Regions from separate parts of the Rattus norvegicus genome. Here regions 1, 3 and 4 are each linked to region 2. A link is a contact called in public Hi-C and HiChIP or PLAC-seq data. All regions are on one chromosome and are shown on one strand. The core of a region is the stretch at or near the end of the contact, and the rest is flanking DNA. Distances in the headings are between cores, read along the strand shown.

Region 1 (3,484 bases), core at 20-2,519, 200 kb after region 2:
TGTGGGTCAGAGGTTGGTTCTCTTTCCATCCTGTGGATATAACTCAGACTGTGAGACTTAGCACAATCTTTCCTTTGACCTTTCCCCTGACCTGCTGACCTGACCCCTCTATGTGACAATGGCAGAGGGCCACAGCACAGAAGGCTGCTGTCAGGTGAGGGTGTGGGCAGCTTCTCAAGTACTCTCCAGCACACTTTGAAAGTGGTCTCCTACATGGTGTGAAAGTCCTCCTCAGCTTTTCCATGGAGATGCAACTTCCTAGCCTCATAGGTTCAGATTTTTCAATGGTAAATGGGGACAGATGGATATTTTGGTCTTTTGAGACCTTTTGACAATTAGTGGTGGGCACATTACTTGGCCCAGATAAGGCCCACAGCAATGCTAATTACTGCAATTATTAGCACAGGAAAAAGAAGTAGATGTGTTTATGGCTATGAGAATCAATTGATTTTCTTATTTCTCTGCTCTGAGGTTCCAACCATTGTGGTCTTTTTGTACTTGTCTCTGCTGATACTGACTTAGGACTTCAGGCATGTCAGAAAAGCTTGTCCATGAGGAAGGAACACAGGTCCTGTGCCATGACATTTTTAAGTGACACGTTTTTTTGTTAATTATTACCTTTTTTGACTGTACAGTGGCCTTTTGGTTCCTGCACTTGGCTTCTGAGAGTTCTGGGGTAAGAGGCATCTCGGAACCTTTCTCATCAAGGCTACATAGAGCCTTTCTCATCAAGGTTACATGGAACTGTTTTTAAACCATTGAGAAGGAACAAAAACCAGAAGCCCAAAGCCAAACCAGGGAGAAGCCCAGAAGGGGCAGCCTGATTATCATGGCTGAGCAGTTAGAACTGCAGACTTGGGGAGTGGATGGCAAGGCCACCTAAAGGGACGTATTCTGACCTCCTGCTTCCTCACTTACAGAGGGAGATGTAAAAACATCTCTTGTTTAGGGCCATTGTGACAACTTTAAAAAGTCCACCAGCATAGAGTACCAGCCACATGGAATGGTTGATAGAATGGCTGCCATAATCAAGCAGCTGTCAGAGGTATGAAACACATGAGCGAGTCAGGACACTGGTCCAGTGAGCAGCCAGTGTTCCGGGGAGCGCTGGGGGACCTAAAGCCCCAACTCACCACTCAGTATGACTCGATTTCTTTTCTTCTGTTCCAGGAAATTTGTACTTGAAAATTATCATTACGCTGAGCCCTTTGTGTTGCGTGTGTTTAAAAAGGTGGTGACAGCTGGGTTATCAGGCTTTGTTTGTCAAGACAAAGGTCACCTCAGAGCAGTGACAGTGCATATTCTGACCTGTTTGACCAGGTCCCTTAATAGACTTGAGTGGTAATCTGGACTACTTTCTTCTTTCTTTATGTGGGCCACAAAAGCTGCCCATGAGGATCTCATGGGATGCTAAGAAGCAAAGCTATTTCTAGAAATTTCTTGTTCATTTATTAGCTGTTGAATGCAAACTGGCTGTCACTGTGATGCACATCCATATCACCTACTGATAGTTTCACAGGTTGTCCGATGCCTCAATGTTTTCTTCTCTTAACAGTTAGCGGACATTTCTGCTTCTACTTAGTCAAAAGAAAACATGAGCAAACACACACCAAGGTACCCTGACTCTCCATGAAGACACAGGCTTTGTAGAGTGTGAACTGTGCTTGCAGAGGATCAGAGTTCTGTTCCCAGCACTTACCCTCGGAGGCTCACAACTGCCTGTAATTCCAGCTCCGGGAGGAATTGGATACTTCTGGCCTCTCAGGGCACCTGTACTCACACGCACAACCTTCCTATTCTCTATATACAAAGTATTAAAATTAAAATAAATGTTTGAGAATGTAAGAAGTTCTGAGGTAGAAATCTCTTTCTGTGTATGTGAGACAGCTGGCAACTTTACCATTTCACTGCAGCCTGCTGTGTCCAGAGTGTTCTGCATACCATCAGTCTCACCTGCCTGAGAAGCAGGGCATGCTGGGAGTGCAGGATGAACTCTACTGGGGTTTCGGAAGGGAGACAGGGAAGGCAGGACTCAGATTCTACTCCTTATGTTAGCTGGCCGTCAGCCAGTCAGGAGTCGTGAAAGGTAAGGTGACTTTTCACCAGTCTGGTTTTTAATGCTAGATTTTGGATTCCTTCAAAGAACAGGCTTCACTAATCCCGAGTCTTCAGGGAAGACAGAAGGACATGACAGAAGACGTGACGGAAGGGAAAAACACATGGACAAGACACAGCTGTACTGGCTTCCCTTCCATTTACAGTCTTAGTATGAAGATGAAAGTCAGTGTTTTCTTCCCAAGGTCATTGTTACTAGATCTGCAGTCACTACAGCCTTTCTGCACTGACAGACAGTTACATTTGTTGCTGTGACTGTTATCCCACACACTGTGACCATGAACACTCACAACCCTTGACACTCACAGCTCTGTGAGGTCCAGCGACATTATGTATTTCCTGCTCTATGAAAGCCTCAGTGTCTTAAGAGCGGCTTACAATTATTTCTTGTCATAATTTTGTTAGGTGAGGCATTTGAACTTCCTACAAATTATCAGCCCTCACCTCCAGTCCAGAAAGAATGTGGCTTTTCCCTGTGGGGACCGGAATCGACCCCCTGCCCCCCTGCCCCCTGCCCCCCCGGCCCCCTGCCCTGCCCCCATCCACAACACAGAAAGAATGTGGCTTTTCCCTGTGGGCAGCCACTTTACCAGCTTTGGCTCAGTTTTCGTTGCTGGCTATTTTAGAGATTGCTGTTTTAACTCCATGCTCTAAAGATTATTAGGTGAACAGTGAGGCAGTGGGGCAGAGGACTCAAGACGCTGATTCACATGCTCTTCCATGAGGAAGGAGAATAGCAAGTGCAGAAGCTGAGCCTATCGTTTTTGTAACCCTTAACCTGTGCAGACATCACTGAGGATGGTGGCTTAAAGCCGGTGAGTTAGCAGATAGAAGTCACTGTAGACCAGGTCAATGAGTATAGTCAAACCCACGGATTAATCTTAGAATCAATAAGAACGATGCAACCAGATACCAGGTGCCTCCCAGAGTGAGAAAACTCATGCTTCATTAAGTCTTTCTTTCGAGTGCACTACTCGTTTACACAGAGCACAGAGGAGAGATGAGTGTGTTACATAGCGCTCACTGCAGAAGCACGGTAGGCCAAACCTACAGTGTGTGAATTTTAGAGAGCATTAGTCTGATTCATCCAACAAGTGACTGCAGGGGAGGAAGAGGAGGACAAGCTCTTGGGGAGTATCAGCAGATGTGATGGGCTTGCATTGCTTAGGTCTCAATCTAAACTGCCTGATGTGGACAATTTGCAAAGAGATTGTGCAGTTAATAATAAAGCTGTTAGGTGGGAATGGGGCGCGGGCGCTTGAGTTCTTAAGTCACCTGTGCTGCTGCTCCACACTGAAACAGCTGGAGGTAATGTCCCAGAGAAGCAAGAAATGAAAGGAAGGAAGGGAGGAAAAGGGAAAGGACAGGG
Region 2 (3,611 bases), core at 69-2,568:
AGGTCGGGGATCATGATGAAGGGGTAGCCGGGATACGGTGGCCCCTTAAAGAGCCCTCCATCTTGCCTCTTGGCCGCTAACATGGCGGGGCGGCGGAGGGGACGGCGGCGGCCGCGCGGCGCGGGAGAGAGCGGGAGAAACTTTTTAGCAAGTGTCCCCCCGAGGGCCCGCGCGCGTCCCCAGGGCCCGGCCGGCGCGGGAACTCGGGTAGGGTGGGTAGGGAGTGGGGCGAGGGCACCCGCCAGGCCGACCCCGGGGAGGGGGAACGCGATCGCGCGGTTTTGGGGGCGCGCGGGGCGCACTCACCTTCTTCCAAACTTTCCCGGGATTTATCTCGGAAACTTTCGGAGCGAGGCGGAGGCCGTCTTTCCGCCTTCCCGGAGGGGCGAGGTGGGGAGGGCGAGGGGTGAGAGCCGCGCCGAGGGGGTGCAGGGAGGGAGGGTCGGCGGAGAAAGGGGTGCAGAAAAACACGGTTACAAGTTTTCGCAGCCAGCAGCCCGGGCCACCGTCCGCGCCGCCCGCAAGCCCGACCCGCCTCGCCTCGCCTTCCAGCCCCGCTCTCCCGGCCGGGGAACCGGCTGGAGCCACCCGCCAGCCCGAGGGGCTCTTCCTACCTCGGAATCGGAGGAGCTGTTTTGATTCGTCTCTGATTCATTGACCAACGACGACTTGACATCGGCTAAATCCCTCTCCGCCGAGGAGTTTTCCGAGTTCTTCTCCTCCTGCTCGCCTTCGTCTTTGAAGGAGATCAGTTCGTCGTTAGCGCCTAGGTCATCTCCTCCACCGCCGTTCAACTGCGGCATTTTTTTTTTCACCCACCAGCAGCAATTTTGGAAGAAAAATGAAGGAGGAAGAAAAGGAAAAAAAAAGAAAAAAAAAGAAAAAAGTTTTGCGAGTCCCCCCCAAAAAAAATACTGCAAGAAAAAGACGAGTCCAAGGTTAACTTTTTTTCCTGCTTTGGGGTCTTTCTCTCCTGGGGAGGGGAAAAGAGGGAGGAGGGGAGGGGAAGGGGGAGATCTTCTGCACGCGTGAGTTTGGGTTTCTTTTTTCTCTCGTTCCCAAGGATCCGATCAATGTGCAAAAAAATAATAAATAAAAAAAGGGGGGGTAAAAAAAAAAAACAACAACAAGAAGAAGTCAGATATAAGAGCAAAGGGGGGGGGAAGCCGAAGACACCGAAGGAGCTCGTGCCGCTCGGATTTGAGTGAGTTGAAGTTAGACTGAGCTTTTCAGTTCAAAGGCGGCGCTGATTGACAGATAGAAAAAGGGGGATCGAAATCCGGAGGAACGGAGTAGTCTGGGAGCGGAGATTATTGACAGGGCGAGAGGAACACACTCGCCTTAATGAGATGCCAGGGGGCGGGGCCTCGCGGGTGACGTGTGCATAAATAAACAGCCGGGGTGGGCGGGGCGGGGGCGGCCAACAATGATCCTTTGGGCGCCGGGAGAGGGAGCGGGGCGGGCCGGGGCCGCGGGAGGCGCGCGGGGTGCGGCCTGTGCGCTGCGTGCGAGCCGGGCGCCCGGACGGTGCGGGCCTCGCTCCTGGAGGGGGCGGGTTCCGAAAGACAATGCGGACCGGGAGAGGAGGGGAAGGGGGTGGCAACCCAGTCCGGAATCTGAGCCGGAGAAGGCGGAAGGAAAGCCCACTTGGGGGGCGGGGATGGGGAGAGGCCCAGAAAAAGTGTTAGCCAGAAGTCCTGAAGATGGGGTCCAGGAGGGGAGGACTATGGGACACAAGGACAGGGTGTTCAGTGATTAAGCCCCCGATGAAGTTGGCCGCACTGGGGCGGGAAGAGACATGACTGGTCCAGAAGAAGGCTCACCCCTCTTGCTCTAAGAGAACCTGGGGAAGCGGAGAGGCTGGGCCATCCACAGGGAGGCTGACCCACAGGGCTCCCCTCCCTTTTTTGTTTAATGACAGTGAATCATGTCATTGAATGTAAAGTCCCACTAGGTTAAATATGACAAGAAGGCGTTTTGTCCAAGAAAACAAATACTATAGGTTTGTCTGGAGTATTAAAAATATCCTTAAGGGTAATGTAAAGTTTTTTTGTTTTTTTTAACTGACGTTGGAAGTAGGAAGTGATGTAGGATTCAAGTCCTTTTCGACTTTGGAGGTGAAATGTTTGGGCGGTAACAGCTCATAGGAAAATAAAAGTGAAACTTCACCAAGCCCTGGGGAGGAGTGGGGCTGGAGTTTTTCTCCAAGAGGGTCTGAGAGGATGTCCAGAGACTGTAGATGTTGAGGGCCCTGGCAGAAGACAGTCACCAAAGCTGGCCTGGAAGCCCTCGGGGAAGAGGTGGGCAGCCTAGGAGTTGAGACCCATGTTTGTTGGTTTTTAAGTTCCAGTGAGGGCAAACTGATTTGCTATGAGATGGTGAAGAAAATGTCGAAGGAGAAAGGCGGGATCCCCAAACCGTGTTGCGGCATGGTAGACTCAGAAGAGCTTTTCCTTGCAAATATCTAATGACAAGTGGACTGGGACATCCAATGTGAAAGAGGAAATATATATACATATATCTTGGAAGGAAATAATAAATCGATAAGAACTGGCAACTACCATTAGGTGTGATGTTGTTCTGGGGTCCACAACGTATTAAATTAACCCACCCTCCCCTTTAATAAGCAAATCCATTGTAGATTTCCAAAAGTAGCCAATTTACCGTGTAATATTTAGAGAATTTGGGGTTTCAACAAAACTGTTCTACAGGCTAAGGCCTCAGAAAGAAGACAACAGAAAACAACGATACTGAGATTGACAAGGCCAACGAATCCCCCTGCACTGGGGGGGAAAAAAATCCCAAGCACATTTGCACACTAAAGCCGGAAGATGCAGACAAAAATAAGGATGGGGTGGGGGAGACGGCTGAGAATCACCATCCCACCTCCTAACTTTCATATTCATCAGAAAACCAGAAGTGGAGGGAGAAAGAGACTGGGGAAAAAAAAAAAAACGCAAAACAAATGTGTACATTTCATCCGACGGATTGCATGGGACACAAAGCGGAGGGCTAATTAGTCTCAGCAGGTAGGACTAACCTTCAGACTTCATAAATAAATAAGACAGCGCAGTGTCTAGGAGGGAGAGTAGAGACGGAAAGGGGAATGTTTCAAGACACCAAGTAAAAACACAGAGTCTGAAGTGCAGCCTAGTCTTGAATCTGTGCACAGATGACTGAGCAGTCCCCTTCCTGGGCCTTTCCACTGGATGCCTTTACATTACACATCTGGCCAGATGTCTAGCTGTTTGCCTGGGATGAGTAATCAAGCTGGCAGCTTTACACACTTGCTAATTGCCACCTGAATACATCTTGTGCCCAAGTCGGTCTCTGTGCAGTATAGACTATGCCAAAGTCTGTTTCGGGGCTTGTTGGCATAAAAGAGAACACTTTTTATAGCAACTCTGTTTTATAACCAACTCTTTGTCCTACGGGATGGGTTCGATTCTGTTTGTATTTTTCTCTAACCCTGATCTTAATTAAGTTGAATAATGGGGTCTTCTGTGTTCCTTATGGGTCTGGTTTGTACGATAAAAGCTTATGAACGTATAAATCAGAATGGTTAGAGCATCGTTGTTTTTTTAACATACTGCATTCTATCATGTGTAAAT
Region 3 (3,348 bases), core at 685-3,184, 140 kb before region 2:
GCATTAGGTTCTCGCTTGGGAGCCGGCTGAGTGTTTCAGCGCAGAGTGCTTATGTCCTATATGGCCCTCCTCGAGGAAACGAATCACATAATCACCTTTCATAAGCATGCAGTCCAAATCTTGTATCATTCTCGGGGTTGCAAACCCCGCTACTGTTCCTACTTTACAGAAGGCAAAGTTGAGGTTGCCGAGAATATACCCCCAAGACTCTTGGTTAACACAGCAAGTGAAGACTCAGAGTTTGAACTCTAGTACTTCCTGGATGGATGCTCTTCCTAACCCTGTGCCTACATTCCTGTCCGTCAACACGTCCAAATGCCTGCGCGGCAATTCTAAAGCTAGGAACTTCTATTGAACGTGCCGTGTTAAGTGGTGTGCGCACACATGTAAACTGTTGGTGGGGATCATAGCAGCTCCCTTTTCTCACTGAAGGGACAGTTGGCAGGTATGGTGCTGCAGTTAATACAGATAAACCATCAATAGCCTGTCCGCCTTTTGATTTTTAAATAAACAAAGGCTGGATGCTGTAATTAAGATCAGAAGTCCTCTGAAGGCCATATGGCCACAGGGAAACTGACTGTACAGCCACCGGCAGGAATTGGGGAGTTTTGCTACTCCTAAGGTGGAGGAAGGGATTTTTAACAAATGTTGTCTCCCCACCCCCACCCCCCCACCCCCCACCCCCCACCCCCCCACCCCCCCACCCCCAATGCCTGGAGGACAAGCGACCTCCCTGCAGAAATGAGTGCTGGAGATCAAGACAGGGAAAGAAAAAACCAAAAACCAAAACAGAACAGAAAAACCCCAAAACGAACAATCTAGGTAGGGACAGGAAAGAGCCTGCCTGGTAAGTTGATATTTGTAGGAAATTCCACATGCATCCTGTAGGGGGCACACTGTGGTGTGCCCTGACTAAGAGGACCTTGCCCAGCTTGTACTTAGGGGACAATTCAACCCAACAAATGGTGTGCAGTCAGCACAGTGGCCGGGCACACCAATGCCTGGGGGTCCCCAGAGTCTACTCCTTAATACTTGGGAAACAATGACATCTCTATGCCCACAATGGTCTCAGTGTGGGCCCCTCCTCCCACAATGGTTCCATTCAATCCCCCACCATGAGCAATTGCCCCAAGTTTAACCGCCTGTGTTAGGGGGGCACCGGGCACAAAAGGAGGTGTTTCCAGGTTCAGTGAACATTTTACATCCATTCATCAGGGAAAAGACAAAAGCGATTCCCCACTTCACCTCAGGCAGGGCATCTATCCGACCAAAGAGTAGCCTTTTTTTTTTGTGACGGGGGATGGGGGGGGGCGTTCAGGGAACCACTGTTTAAGGATAGTTGTGCAAACAAGCTTTTGTGTTGTTTTTGTCTCCAACTAAAGGCATCTGCATAAAAATGGGATCCTTTTGTCCCATAAGAAGGACCAAGCTGGGCCTTGTCGGGGGAGGAAGGAGCAAAAGGCGTAAAAGCGCCCGCATAAAGACGGAAAAGGCTGGAGACGGGACTCTAAATTACACTCTGGAATCTTTATTAGGAAAGTGGGCCACATTTTTCTTTACTTCACATTTTTATTGGGGTTCACTGCGACTTTTATTACAGAGTCCAGTGTTGGCTTTGTATACCAGCTTTAATTGTTGAGTACCCTGCCAGCCACACTTGACCAACATGGGCTGCCACAGGAAGCATTTCCTAGGACCTGAGCCTGTCTCTCCTAAGGGCAAGAGGAATCTGATGGTGTCTTCACTCCACCAGTAGACAGTCAGTGTTGATTAATGAGGACTCGACTTAGGTAGTCGCTTACTTTTGAGTTACTTTTGGGGACTGCTACAGCGCATACAAAGTGCTAATATTTGAAATAGCATAAGTCATCCTTCCCTCTCAGAGCGACACCCACCCACCCCTTTACCCTGCCAAGTTGGATTAGTCATACTAAACATAGTCCGCTCCCAACCAACTCTTCAAGATTTGGCAAGCAGGGCCCAGCTGACATTCCCGGCCCAGTTTAACATTACATAATGAGGACTTCTCTCTCCTCGTGGGCCACAAGTCAAAACAAACTTGCTGAACTCAACCCAGGGCATCAGCCTGCTTCCTGGTTACAAGACATGGGACTCCTAACGGCAGAAAGGAGCTTTTAGCAGAGCCGTAAAAATCACTAGTGAGCTCTAACGTGGTCAACAGCATCACAGCCAGCTCGGTGATCTCCATCCTACTCCTATCCATGATGCTAGGGTGAAACCAAGAAGAGTTTCCGAAGAGTCCTTTTTCACATCAAAAATCCCAGAAAGCAACACCCTAACAGAATTCCTAAATACCAGTCCTCGTGGGGAAAGACAGTAGCATGAACAAACTAATGTCCTTCTTATATAAATGGTTAAGGGTATGGTTTCTGTAGCCTCAAACTCATGGCAATGCTCCTGCTTCAGTCTCCTGAATGCTGGATGTGAGTCATAATGTGGGATATGTTCAGTTAAGTGTTGCTAAAAGCATAGTGATCACTTGCAAAATTCCTCCTAGTATTCTTTATGCAAGAGTTCTAGGTCCCCACTCCTGGCTTCCTTTCAGCAGAAATGCTTGTATTAATCCTTCATGAGCATGACTCCCCCACCCCCACCCCGAGAGGAGCCCACCAGCAGCCAGGGTACCCAGAAAAGTCATGATCTTGAGAGAGAAATCAGTGATTTTCACACCAGACACTCTGGATTCCACACTCATCCACAGAGGAGCTTCAGCTTCCACACAGATATCTGGTAGTGTTGAACAACCTTCGAGTGAATTGAGAATCGGGAGTGGCAGGATGGGAAGAGACAACTGGGAGGGTGGATTTCTGCTGTGTTACCTGGGAGTGAAGCCCCTGAGTCTTACAGCCATCTGCTCTATCTGGGCCTCCGTTTCCAAAGTTTAGAAAGAGACCTGACAGAGTAGGGTCCTGTCATTAGTAACCACTTAGCAATCTCCAGATTTGGTAGATTTCCCTTAACCCACCAGCCATTGAACAAGTTAAAATTACTCTGGCTTATGGTTATCTACTCAAAACCTCTTGTTGTGTGCTTTTGTGGTTTTAGGTCACTCCAATAAGCCCATTCCCTTGTCTGAGTTATTTTATCATCTTTTCCTAGGAGTCCAGACCCAACAAATCACAAACCAAACCTGTTAGGTAACATTCAATTTAGTACTATCTCTCTGCTGTTTATGCACAGGACAGGCCCCGATCACCTCCCCGAAGCATCTTTTCTCTTTTAATCCTGGAGACAACTTTTATTTTTAACGACTGAGAATAGTTATTACAAAACCGATGACTAAGGTCTCAAAGACGGCTCACCCTGATGTGATTGGGTCCTTGCGAC
Region 4 (3,468 bases), core at 499-2,998, 160 kb before region 2:
AAACCATCCTAGGTTTGTCTGGCTTAAAAGCATGACTAGTGGCCAATATTTGGTTCCCTAAGACTCAGGACACCTAATTATAATGAAGGAGTTTTTCCTTTAGTGCATGGACTGCCCGACTGGCCAGCTGTTTATCTCCAAGGCCACAGAACTGTTTTTAGAGTGTAGGTTTCTACGTGATCTGTTAATACATGGGACAAGTTAATCCCCCTTACCCGACCCCCCCAAAAAGGAATCAACCTAAACAAGTGCTGGAAGCGCTTAAGGCCAACAAAAAAGTAGGACTTCTTCATTTTCTACTCTTTTGCTTTAAAAATAATACTACTCTGTGGCCCCATTCTGGACGTATCTAGCCTTCCTGCCTAAATGTGGAGCAGCAATCTTTAAGGCCCTTAATACCAAAACAAAACCCTGCCATTCCCCTTTACACAGCAGTAACAAAAGCAACGAGCTTCTAGTTTGACAAGTAAAAAGCCCCAACCACACAGCCCCCTAATTGCCTTCCCTCCCTCTATTCACCAAGACCACCACACTCCTGGCAGCTGCTTTTGTGGCTCCCGCAATTTCTTAAGTAAACTGCAAGTTCTCTATCCACTGAGAGACAGGCCGTGATCACCCAGCAACAATCTGTCGGGAAGTGCTGCAAACACCACCACGGCAGCTTGGGCTAAGAATTTACTTCCCAGCTTTCTGAAGAACAAGGGAAAAGGAAGCCCGGGGTTAGCGCCAACCCAGTTACAGCCTCTTCCCCCTTCAAAAGAAAAGGGGGGAAAAAACTCTCAGTTCTTCAAGAACTCCTGAGAAACTCCTTCAGGATGAGTTGCTGTCCCATGGCACTGTCCAGGACTCATTCCCAAAGCACCCTGACTTGTCAGATACACACCCAAACTTAGAACATTCCATTAAAAAAAAAAAACAGCAACAACAAAACAAAACAAAACAAAACAAAACAAAACAAAGTTGGGATTAGCAAGTGGGTGGGATGATAAAAGAAAAAAAAAATAAAGCTTGCTCAAACCAGAAACAGAGAGCAGTACATTTAGCGTGGCATTATGTAAAATCCTGTGGAGAAGTTGGAAGTAGGGGCCAGAGACTGTCCGATCACACCCCAGGATCACCATCTCCATGCAAAGCTAGTTTTGTTGTGTTAAATAAAGAGATTTGAGATGCCAGAACAGGGAAGTTGTAAGGACAGGAAACCAACTTTGGTGGATTAGACAGACATGCATCTACATGTATCTATAAGAAAGATGCGTCTACCTACTGCTTCCAAACTCGCATATTCAGACCCGAAAAGGCAAAAGTGCACTAAGAACACACACGGCTGAGAAGGAGGGGGCTGGGGAGGGTGGAGGCTGTCACTTTAAGTTGGTGAGTGAAATGGATGGATGCCCTCCAAGTGCAGACACTTCCAATTAAACAATAATAGTGTAAAATGAGAAGGTACTCCTTTTCCTCCCCTTTCTTCCTTCTTTCCTTTCTCTTCTTCTTTCCTTTTCTTTCTTTAACCTTTCTTATTGTTGTTTTAAAGGACACTAAACCAACTCTGTCCATCAGGACCTTACCAGTCGACGTACATCAATCTTAAAGTTACTGCGCAGTGACAGTGGGCACGGCCTGGGCTGGGCAGGGAGCATGCAAGGCTGGGCAAACTCAGGGCACATTGCTTACCATCTAGGGGTCGCCGCGCTGTCCTTGCCGCCGCCGGCTCGCAGGCATGCTGCCGCACGGATGGCCCGGGCCCGCTGGAGGGCAGCACCCGCCCTGCAGCCCGCGCAAAGCCCGCAGCTCCCAGGAGCAGCCCGCAGCAGCCGAGCTGCGCGGGATGCTCAGGCACAGTTCCATTCACAGCGAAGCGCACAATAACCGGGATCTCCCCCGGCCGGTTCCACAACAATCCACCCCCAAAAGAGGGAGGGGGCGTTATAAAAAAAAAAGGCAGGGCTTTTTTCACTCTTCTCTTTTCCCCCCAACCCAGCATTCAATCAAAAGAACAAAGCCTGATATTTTGTTTGCCGACTTGGCAAGCATAAAAGCAATTTCAGTAATCCGAGCGAGTTCACCTAAGTTAGTGGAAGTAACGCTGTGCAGGTCTACGGTGAAATTAAGCTTTAATGGCTATCTGATGCCATTCAGAAAAGGAAGGGGAGGAAGCCAGCTGAATTTAGATAAAGTTGGAGGACCACTTCACTCCGAAGCTTCCCCCCACCAGAGAGAATCCTATAACATTCTTGACAACATTCAGATCTTAATTAACTCGATGAATTCTACTCTTTGTGGGGGAGGAAATACAAAAACCAAAATAGATTATTAAAAACACTTGTATGTAAGAGAATTCACAAGGATACATTGTATAACATTTTTCATGACTAACTTTAAAAGAGAAAGGAAAAAAAAAAAACACACTCCCAAAACTTGTGGATGTGTTTCTTTAAAGCAAATTGTCCTAACACATATTAAACCACGGCTGCGCGTCTTCTAAGCATAGTAGGAAAAAATGACTATTGATCTTCAAATAGCGATAATTGAAAAGATCAAAAAGATTAAACAAAATCAAGAATGTGCTGACTTACCATGCTATGCTTTTTTTGTTGCAACTTTGTAGAAATTTCACTCAAAGAAACTGCATCAGAGGTGTCAAATTTTTTAGCGGACTGTGATCGTATTATTTCCGCGGCCCTGCCTTCCAATGCTTCAGAACTTTCTCCCTTTCTCTTTTTTGTTGGTGGTACCTAGCTGTTTGCTATAGACTTTAAAAGCCTTCAGCTCAGCAAACCAGCACAAATTATCTTGCCACCTTGCGCAGCTCTGATGCTTTGGCCGGTAACTTTGGAAGGCCTTTTACTACTGCATCAAAATTAGCATTGTCAAAGCAGTTAATGAATATTAATACTGTATTTGTCATTGGAGCTGGTCCGTTGCTGAACTCCAAGTCACCCATCAGGGACAAGATTAAGAACACAATTATTTCTGACTGACAGGGACCAAATCTGCTAGAATTTTTTTTTTAACAATTCGGGGGGAAAAACCCACAATATCATCATCTTAAGGTGTCTCCCAAGAGACTGGGAACCAGATTAATACGCTTTTAATGAAGTAGAGATCATTATGTATGAAGGGAAAAAAAGAGAAAAGATGTACTATTGCTAAAGCTATTTAGTTATGGTGGAAGCTAAAGTTAAAAAAAAATGCAGACAGCGTATCTTTCTCGACAGCTGTCCAGATTTTATTCATACTGTTCTAAAGAAAAAGACGACTTTCCCCCCTCCCCGAAATCTTTTCCTTTTTAAAAAAAGAACAGAGGATGAGCAGTTCGTCCCATCTGGGATAATTTCCCACTTCTTCCCTTTTACTGTGGCGGCTCAGGAAAGACAGCACAGTAAATAATTCTACACAAATCTGACAAGAGACACCTTCATCAGCCTAGCTTCTTCTGCCCTTATTCCCCAGATTCCGAGTCCTGTCTCT

The links. Hi-C and Micro-C count contacts between places; a contact is called where the count stands out from the background. HiChIP or PLAC-seq counts read pairs in DNA pulled down with a chosen protein or histone mark.
Region 1: a contact with region 2 is called in a Hi-C map of liver, with 3 times the contacts expected there. The contact joins the enhancer-like site here to the promoter of Tcf7l2 in region 2. A contact is called at or near these places in 3 of 12 Hi-C or Micro-C datasets (kidney and liver) and 1 of 1 datasets of contacts at active chromatin or transcription factors (oligodendrocytes).
Region 3: a Hi-C map of Schwann cells shows a contact between it and region 2, with 9 times the contacts expected there. The contact joins the enhancer-like site here to the promoter of Tcf7l2 in region 2. A contact is called at or near these places in 5 of 12 Hi-C or Micro-C datasets (Schwann cells, frontal cortex, kidney and 1 more) and 1 of 1 datasets of contacts at active chromatin or transcription factors (oligodendrocytes).
Region 4: an H3K27ac HiChIP or PLAC-seq map of oligodendrocytes shows a contact between it and region 2, with 16 times the contacts expected there. The contact joins the enhancer-like site here to the promoter of Tcf7l2 in region 2. A contact is called at or near these places in 5 of 12 Hi-C or Micro-C datasets (frontal cortex, kidney, liver and 2 more) and 1 of 1 datasets of contacts at active chromatin or transcription factors (oligodendrocytes).

The regions. Positions count from the first base shown.
Region 1 is chr1:264,592,741-264,596,224 of GRCr8, reverse strand. The region is part of intron 7 of Vti1a (vesicle transport through interaction with t-SNAREs 1A); the gene reads right to left. Among named protein-coding and RNA genes, the nearest start is that of Trnav-aac8, 150 kb to the left of the region's middle. Within about 2 kb of position 1,269, at least 3 of the 93 cell types and tissues checked have an H3K27ac peak or open chromatin away from gene starts, as enhancers often do. A contact at or near this core is called in liver, where this site is marked.
Region 2 is chr1:264,789,042-264,792,652 of GRCr8, reverse strand. It overlaps Tcf7l2 (transcription factor 7 like 2), which reads right to left and starts at 1,318. Exons shown (of 15, transcript NM_001415805.1): 1 at 615-1,318; 2 at 307-373; 3 at 1-76. The coding sequence starts at 803. It overlaps LOC120100061 (a long non-coding RNA gene), which reads left to right and starts at 72. Exons shown (of 2, transcript XR_005499758.1): 1 at 72-207; 2 at 490-852.
Region 3 is chr1:264,926,502-264,929,849 of GRCr8, reverse strand. All of the region lies in intron 5 of Tcf7l2 (transcription factor 7 like 2), which reads right to left. Among named protein-coding and RNA genes, the nearest start is that of Tcf7l2, 140 kb to the right of the region's middle. Within about 2 kb of position 1,934, at least 30 of the 93 cell types and tissues checked have an H3K27ac peak or open chromatin away from gene starts, as enhancers often do. A contact at or near this core is called in Schwann cells, where this site is marked.
Region 4 is chr1:264,944,916-264,948,383 of GRCr8, reverse strand. All of the region lies in intron 5 of Tcf7l2 (transcription factor 7 like 2), which reads right to left. Among named protein-coding and RNA genes, the nearest start is that of Tcf7l2, 160 kb to the right of the region's middle. Within about 2 kb of position 1,748, at least 7 of the 93 cell types and tissues checked have an H3K27ac peak or open chromatin away from gene starts, as enhancers often do.